Regions from separate parts of the Anas platyrhynchos genome. Here all the other regions are linked to region 3. The links are chromatin contacts, called in public Hi-C maps. All regions are on one chromosome and are shown on one strand. Each heading gives the region's core, a stretch centred on a gene start, on an enhancer-like site or on the middle of the called end of the contact. The rest is flanking DNA. Distances are from core to core; before and after follow the strand shown. Region 1 overlaps ARNT2 (aryl hydrocarbon receptor nuclear translocator 2). Region 2 overlaps CEMIP (cell migration inducing hyaluronidase 1). Region 3 holds the start of CEMIP (cell migration inducing hyaluronidase 1).

Region 1 (2,700 bases), core at 77-2,576, 92 kb before region 3:
GAGGTCTTCCAAATCATGCTGGGATGGCTGAAAGGGCCCCCAGGCCGTCTGCACGCCCCTCGGACAGAGGTTAATGCCCTGAGACCAAAAGGGCTGAATCCACAGAAATGTTTGCTTCTCAGCTACCTCTGAATTAACACCCAGAACCCACCATCAGTTTCCATTTGTGTCAGTGAGCTGGCCCCAAAACTGTGGTGACTGAGTGCTTCTGTTGGCTTTGTGTGGCAAGACTGTCACACCCCATGGGGGAGGAGTGGTAGAGTTAAATCTTGCAGGGAAATACATGTCAGAATCCCCGTGGATACAGAAGGCTTTGATAGGTAGAGGCACTCAGCAGGTAATGCTCAGAGTGTTTCAGGATCAGATATTAGTGATCTCGAGAAAGATTTAGGCACTAGGGTAAAGATTATTGGGCTTGTAATGTTTGTAGGGAAAAAAGCAAAAACATCCATATGTAGTTTCTAAGTGTGTGTAAGTATATATATATATTTAAATATTGTACTAAATTTTGATGCTACTGTATGATTTGCTGTGTCACACATGAATCGTATAGCCAGGTATCCAAGCAGAACAGCCAACCTTATAAAAATTTGTTGTGGACTTTTGTTTCAGCTGCAATATTTAGTTTATGATATGCACATATATACATAAATATTTAAAAGAAGCCTCTCTATGGTTTCTGTCAATCTCTCTTGATAAATGTTTGGGATTAAAACCTTCTTAAAGCTTCCCTGTTGGGATAACAGCACAACCTGTTGGTGCCTGAATCTTTGTTCTGCTTATATGCAGGCTGGAAAGGACATTTTACATAACAAAGCATGGGGAGCTGACTCTGAAGGAGATAACTTCAAACATGAATCAGATTTTGGTTATTTTCTTTGAATTAAGAATTTTCCTGCTGTGTCCATGGGTTTATGTAATTTAAGTTCAGAACACACCAGTTACTGCTGTTTACTATTCATCTGCACAGCAGGTAGCAATCTCCTTTTATTAACCTTTCCAAATGCTTTTGCAGGTTGTGAAACTGAAAGGTCAGGTCCTGTCTGTGATGTATCGTTTTCGCACCAAAAACCGGGAGTGGATGCTGATCAGAACCAGCAGCTTCACGTTTCAGAATCCTTACTCTGACGAGATTGAGTACATCATCTGCACCAACACCAACGTGAAGTATGTGCCTTTCAGATGCTCACGTACATGGTTTTGAAAGAACTGAAGCATTACTTTTGCTGTTAGCAATGTAAATGCACATTCAGATTCTTGTGGTAGCCTGTTTTTAGCCACGTTTTGTGATGCTGTTGCAATCTGTAGTAGGGTTTTTCTGCGTTGTAAGATCCTGCAGCATAGCTGTTTCTCTGTGTCATTATCTTGCAATGCTTCCAGGGCCTGGCTGCACCAGGAGAGATGTCACTTATCTGTTACGTCATTCAACAAACCCATTGATCTCAATCCAGGCTTTTTTAAACTAGCAGAGAGCTTCCAGCAGCCAACCAGCTGTCATGATATTGGCTTCATTTGTTAGCCAAAACGAAAATTATGTCTCTGTGTTAACAAGTAGCACACAAGTTATCAACACTCCTGCCTCTTTTTCACTGTGATCATACCGTTAGGTAGTCCTGGGTATCCTCTTACAGCCTATGAAAGCTGATGATGTGATTTCCTACTAGGCTGAAGTGGGAAGGGTTCCTACAATTCAGTTGAGATCTGATGGAATATCCCCAAGTATGGGGATAGATCCAACCCCTTATATGATGAGGGTAATGAAATCATCCTGTCTTTGAATAAATACTTTCAAAAATCTGTCACTGGATCTGTTAGAAGTCAGTTGAATTAGTGGGTGTCTCATTCTGCAGCTGATGGAGCTGCTTCTAAAGAAAAGTCTTGCTAGGAGTACAGCAGGGTTTCGTCACTGTGTAACTGAGCAGAGGTTTTGGAGCCTCCTGAGTTCCAAGCCAGCAACTGCAGGAGCTGATCTGGTCTTGATAAAGCTGTTGCTTTATAGTTGGTAGGTGGCGGTTTTTGTTGTTGTTGTGTTTTGTTTTGTAATAAATATTTTTTTTTATTTCCAATATAAAAATCTATTTCTAAAACAAGATCTGTGTCTGGTCTGACCAGAATTGTTTCTTGTGTTTCTTTTTTTTTTTTTTTTCCAAGTGTTTAACTTAGAGGAAATTATTGGATTTAAGATCTCAACCTGTTAGACTGAAAGTGCATGCTGAAGGAGCAGTCTACTAGTGGAGATGCACGCTGGGAGCTCCACTTGTAAAACCAACCCCCTGGGGCTTTGGCATTTGAACTACTAGAAAGCTAGGATGTGTCTGTGTGTTCCCTGACTTGCTCCTGGAGAAAGGTGTTTGGACGTGGCACCTACCTGGGCTAGAAGAGTGGCACTTTCAGCCTTTTGGAACCCATCATCAGAATCAATTTGCTTAGTTTTTTTGTACCCCAAGTGTTTGTTTAAACAACTGAACTGTTTATGGAAAACAAACATGGCCTGAAATCAGACAGCTAATCATCCCTGTCTGTGCTGTGAATCAAAATAGATATTTCCTCATTTTTGCTGCCCCGTATTTGTTTCCAAAATGATTTATATATGCAAAACCAAGCCTGCAAAATAAAAGGCAACTGCTGCAATCTGTCCTAGGATGGCTTAATTGTACTTTGTTCCCAGGAGTCCACAGCTCAGAGAGTGGGACTGCAGAC
Region 2 (2,821 bases), core at 309-2,808, 91 kb after region 3:
TCCCAGAAGAAATGCATAGGGGGGTGGGAGCAAATAAAGTTAATGAATCACAGCAGCTTGCAGAAAAAGGAGGTGCTAGGGTATACTTGGAAAGCCTTTAGAGGTAATTCATCGGGTCCCTTGATTAAAAGAACCTCTAATGAACCCGAGGCTTATTAGGAGGCAAAGTGCTTTTCTGTAGCTTGTGCAACAACATATTTACCTTATCATAAAACAGGACTGACACCTGACAGCTTCATAGCAGGCTTGGAATTGCAATAGAAATTCCTCATTTAATACTCAGGGGTTTTAAAAGATAAGGCCATGTTCTCTGTCAAACCACAGAGGACAAATGTGGTATGAGAAGGGAAAGAAAAAAAAACAGCCCCTTTGCCCTAGGCAGGACCCCTTATCTGGGGCATTATCAGCCATACCTATACTGTGGGGAGCTGAGCTGTGATTCTGGCATGTGCTCAAAGTGTCATTTTCATCTCGTTCTTTGTTTTCCTCATCTGCAGCGCTGTATCCACCTTCTGGATAGCCAACCCACACAACAACCTTATAAACTGTGCAGCTGCGGGATCTGAAGTGAGTACAGAAGTTTCTGATTTGGTTACAATTCAGAACTTCGAGCCCTGCAAGGCTGAGGCTCTGCTTGGAACAAAACCTGCTTCTGTTACTCAGGCATTTTTGAAACTGCTAGATCGAGACATATATTAATGTGGTTAGTGCTGCCAGTAAAAAATAATGCTTTTCCTTTTGCTGCACACTTCTTGTTTCTCCACACTTGCTGTTTCTAGAGCTGGATGGATTTAACAAAAATTCCCACCCTCTGCACAGTGTGCAGCCTGAATAAATGAAATAAATCTGACTGCATAGTGCCAGTGAAGTCTTTGTCAATGATTCTGTTGATTGCGGTACAGTAATGTTCCTCTGAAATTTCAATCAGCCCTAATGTTAATTCCACAGGAATTCTTGGTCTCAGTAGGAGCTCTTATTGTTCTACAAAGACAAATAAATAAATAAATCCTTAAACAAAGAGATGCGTCTCTTAAGCAAATGCATCTCTTTGTTTATGAGATGAGTCTTTCTAAACCTTCAAAATCTGATTACCTGGATTCAGGTTCCTAAATACGTTTTTAGGCAGGTAAATAACATTGACCTGATTTTTAAGACTTGTACATATACTGACGGGAGGACACTGGTGAATTATGAAAGTCTTGCATATATCTTCTATATAGATAAGCTCCATACAGAGCTTAACTTAAAGCACCCCAAAGATGCTGGGTAGGAGTGTGACTGTGGATGTGTGTGTGTGTGTGTGTGTGTGTATGTTCAACTTTCTGCTGAGTGTAGTAGAGAGGTCAGTGCTGCTAGCTGTGATTTGTCCTGAAAACTTCTGGCTTATGTCTTGTGGGTTTACTGATAAATCCTCGGGCTAATGCAGACCAGTGAAGAGGTTCAAGCGAAGGCTCAGCTGCTGGTTCTTTTTCTCAGGAAACAGGCTTTTGGTTTGTGCTGCACCACGTGCCGACGGGGCCCTCGGCGGGCATGTATTCCCCCGGCTACTCGGAGCACATGCCGATGGGGAAATTCTCCAACAACCGCGCGCATTCCAACTACCGGGTGAGTCTGCACGCAACTGGAATGCTGCCGTCCAAAAAACACCATTTTCTCGCTCCAGCTCTCTGGGTCTGCAAGCTATTAATGCCTGTGCTTTCTGTTTCACTAAAAGTTCATGCAAGCTTGTTTGTGTCTGCAGATAAAGCAGCTCGCATGCTGGCGTGGGAGCACTCGGAGTCAGCCAGCACCCGCTTCAACTTGGCTCTTGGGCATTGGGGCTCTTCTCTCCGCTCAGTTGCACTAGGCTCCGTGCTGCTGCTCTCCTAAAATAGCTCCTCAAGGAGCATCATCTATTGGCAGCTTGTCTAATTATAGACCCCAATTGCCAATGTTAGCAATTAACTGAACAGCTTCTAGAGGGATAAATACAGCCGCCGTGTCTGATCATTTTCTCTCGCTCTTGCCTTATTTACCCCCGTGCTGTGGGGCTGTGCGGTGAGGGATGCTCATCACCGAGGGCCTGGAACTGCGGCAGCATGTTCATGGGTGTGGGGGTACATTCACAAGAATCGTCCAGTTTCTGTTAGCCTGCAGCAGTTTGGGGAGTGTATACAAGTCCTGATACTGTATGTTACTAACAGAAGCAGTTTTTAGAATCATGCAATAAGCTTTGGCTTAGGACAACTGGAGACAGAGCCTGGAAATTGAAAGAACCATAGAATAAATATACTGTAATGTTGCATTTCCCTTTTCTTCTAGGCTGGAATGATCATCGATAATGGCGTTAAAACCACTCCAGCCTCAGCCAAGGACAAAAGACCTATCCTGACACTGATTTCTGGGAGGTAAAGTGTTCTGCACAGCTTGGTTTGGAAAAGCCTTAATGTATAGCACTGATTGAGAGCTATGATGTTGCTCCCAAAGAAGCTGATAAGAATAATTGTGATGTTTTTGGGGCTTCTTATTAAAGAAAGGTCTTCATTTAGATTTACCACCTAACTTTGTCTTCCCCATTGCCTGTCATAAAGGATGCACTGTGCATGTTCACTCTCCTTTCTTTTCAGTTCTGAGATGAGCTGGTAGGGATATTACACGTGCACAAGGGTGTTATATTAATTTTTTTGTAGATAGAACATCTCTATAGATGTATCATATCAGCAGACCTGCTCTGCTGGGCTGGCGGCACCTGGGAGTTCCCACTCTTTCCCCAAAGCAGGCCACAGCAGGGAGGCTGAAGTAAGCAAAGGGCTTCTGCAGGCAAAGTGTAATAGTGTAAGGG
Region 3 (2,700 bases), core at 172-2,671:
TTTTAATTAGTAGAGCTTTCCAGGATGTTTGCAGTCCGACTTAAGAAGTCCCAGCCTACCGATGTTGAATTTAATTGTTTTATTGATCGTTTCTCAGGGTGTAAATTGAACCTTCAGGCTCTGCCTGGATGAAGGAGTGCTGCGTAGGGAGCACTGCCTTAGATACAAACTTAAGCTCCAGAGAGTCTCCTGTAGCAGTCAGTACCTCATCTACAGGAGGAGGCTGCTGTGGCCTCTGAGCCCCAGCTTAACCCCGTTACATCAGGGTAATAATGGCTTTGATCAGCAGGTGGAGACCAGGGAGAGCACCTGGGAAGCAGAATGGAGCCTTTAATTGAGACCCAGCCTATAGCTCTGGGAAACCTGGAGGCTGTGCTAGGCCCTGGGGCTGGGCTCAAAATGGGAATGGCACAGTGGGAATGTAAATTTTCCTTTCTTAGTCATGTAAGAAAAAGGCTATTAGAGTCTTTAATAGGAATCACTTTTTTTCTTAATGTTTTTCAGAAAATTATATGGAGTAGAACATACCATAGAACATACCGTTTTGGTCTTTTTTTTTTTTTTTTTTTTAAGGAATTTGTGTACTCTGGAGTGTATATGTTTAATAAGGGTATTTTCCATAATGTTTAGGGAAAATATTATTTTAATTAAAAGAAAACAACAACCACCACCAAAAAGAAAAAAAAAAATTATCACATTTTAGTACCCCCAAATCTGCCTTTTTCTAAATCTCTCTATGGATTTGACCTGTAGAACCTCACAGCTGGTTTGTCAAAGTAGTGTAACAATTTGTAGTGTATCCAAGGATACAGTGAAATATTCATAAACGTGTCTATGTACATATTTATGTATAAAAGAAAGAAGCCCACCAGGATTCTTCACTGTTTGTTTAATAGGTTTTGCTGTATTTATAATTATTTCAGGGCATAGCCTGAATCCCAACAGTTCTTGGTGGGATATGGAGTACAAAGGACTGCTGCACAGTAAGAAAACCCTTCCTGGGACTGTGGGCTCACACAAACTCTCCAGCCTGCTCAGAAGCAGCTCTCCCCTCGGTCACAAGGACAGCAGAAGTTTGCTGAGCCAGAACTTGGGCCAGAAATCACAAGAAAAGCAGTTGTCCTGTGACATGCTCCTTAAACTCTCCAGGTATATTTTAATGGATACCTTTGGACCCAGCTTGGCCTGGAATCTCTTCCGATTTTATCACTGTGATCGGGAAGTCAACTTGCCCAAAATTCACGTCAGTCCTCTCAAGCTGGCACAGCACAAGCTGAAGCCTTTCCTGCTGCACAGGATGCTTCAGCTGCTCAGGAACATGGGAGTGCTCTCCGAAAGTCAGCAGTCCAAGGTCTTCGCTCTGCTCAAGAAGCAAATGCTGAAAGCAAGGAAAACACCCGTAAAGCCCCAAGTGGAGCAAAGTGGTAGGTACATAAGGAGGAGATGGGCTGAATTCTGTCACGCCGATGGGGCTGAGGTGGGAGCCAGGCTCGGTGTGCAGGCCCTGGTGTTTTTCTGAGCAATGACGAGGGCTGAGGTGCTCAGCCTGAGGCAGGAGGTGTGTGCTGAGGTGGCTGGCAGCAGCCACAGTCTGCACAAGAGGAGCCTTTGGGGCGGCATGTGGAAGGCAGTCGCCGCCGATGAGCCATAGATTGGTTGTAAGCTGTGTTGGTCTGTGGGAATCGATACCGGCGCTAAAAGCCGAGCTGTGGTAGTGCTGTACCCAGCTCGGTGTGGTTGCCAGGCTGATCTCTGCCTCAGAGATCACCTCTAATGCATTAGGAGTGTGCTGCCACGGCTCCCCAGGGCACGGCTGTGCCAACGCCTCCCGCTGCCCCGCTCTGAGCTGGGGGCTGCCTGCGGAAACGTGTCAGGGAGCTGTGTTGCTTGGAAAAACATAAAATCTAGGAAGAATTACAAAATAAATAAAGTGAGAGATGGCAGAATATACAGCCAGGAAGAGGAGCAGGAAAACTTCATTGATAACGTTTGTTTAATTAAGGGTAACGTAGGAGGTGGCAGCCTGCGTCCTTCAGGCACTGAGTGCTCAGGAGGATGGGACGGGACCTGAGGGGGCTGAGGACTGGAGGTCATCGAGGCCTGAGGGGACAGGGGCTCGGAGGGCGTCGAGGCATGAGGGGGGGGCAAGGTCTGAAGGGACAGGGGCCTGAGGGGACAAGGCCTGAGGAGGCCGGGGCCTGAGAGGCCCGGGGCCGGGTCCGAGGCTGGGCGGCCAGGGCTGTGCAAGGGCGACGCCGCCCGGCCGGCCGCGGTGCAGCCCCGCGCAGGATCCATCCCCTGCAGGAGCTCCCCCGGCCCTCGGGGCATCCCCGGGCGGCTGCCGTGGGGGCAGCTTCTCTGTTCCGTACCGCCTGAAAGCCTCGGCAGCCACCGGGGTTTGTTAGGGAAGGCTCCGGCTGCGTTTGCCTTCGGAGCAAGCCGAGACAGGAGATGGCAGAGATCTCCTCGTACCAGGCAGCCCGTTAAGGCAGAGGAAGACGACCGACTTTATTTGCTAGAAATATAAACTTCAGTTTATAACCCAGAGTTACAACACTCAGAGGAGGGCTCAGGATTATTTTTTTTTTTCAAGGAAGATCTGTAACAACACTCAGAGGAAGGCTCAGGGTTTTTATTTTTATTTTTTTTCAAGGAAGATCTACCCCAGCAGAGTGCTTGAGGCAGTGAGGATTAGTCATG

What was found. A called contact is a pair of places that touch in the nucleus more often than the background predicts.
Region 1: a contact with region 3 is called in a Hi-C map of skeletal muscle, with 2.5 times the contacts expected there. The contact joins the enhancer-like site here to the promoter of CEMIP in region 3. A contact is called at or near these places in 4 of 8 Hi-C or Micro-C datasets (F1 follicle, liver, skeletal muscle and 1 more).
Region 2: a contact with region 3 is called in a Hi-C map of skeletal muscle, with 2.1 times the contacts expected there. The contact joins the enhancer-like site here to the promoter of CEMIP in region 3. A contact is called at or near these places in 3 of 8 Hi-C or Micro-C datasets (liver, skeletal muscle and subcutaneous adipose tissue).

What each region holds. Positions count from the first base shown.
Region 1 is chr11:16,503,622-16,506,321 of IASCAAS_PekinDuck_T2T, reverse strand. It overlaps ARNT2 (aryl hydrocarbon receptor nuclear translocator 2), which reads left to right. Exons shown (of 19, transcript XM_072043463.1): 12 at 1,016-1,167. Among named protein-coding and RNA genes, the nearest start is that of ABHD17C, 52 kb to the right of the region's middle. Within about 2 kb of position 1,326, at least 1 of the 8 cell types and tissues checked has an H3K27ac peak or open chromatin away from gene starts, as enhancers often do.
Region 2 is chr11:16,320,943-16,323,763 of IASCAAS_PekinDuck_T2T, reverse strand. It overlaps CEMIP (cell migration inducing hyaluronidase 1), which reads left to right. Exons shown (of 29, transcript XM_021277341.4): 15 at 498-567; 16 at 1,477-1,605; 17 at 2,302-2,387. Among named protein-coding and RNA genes, the nearest start is that of MESD, 36 kb to the right of the region's middle. Within about 2 kb of position 1,558, at least 2 of the 8 cell types and tissues checked have an H3K27ac peak or open chromatin away from gene starts, as enhancers often do.
Region 3 is chr11:16,412,074-16,414,773 of IASCAAS_PekinDuck_T2T, reverse strand. It overlaps CEMIP (cell migration inducing hyaluronidase 1), which reads left to right and starts at 1,421. Exons shown (of 29, transcript XM_021277341.4): 1 at 1,421-2,700. LOC101804475 (cell surface hyaluronidase CEMIP2-like) reads left to right here. Exons shown (of 24, transcript XM_072043237.1): 3 at 924-1,424.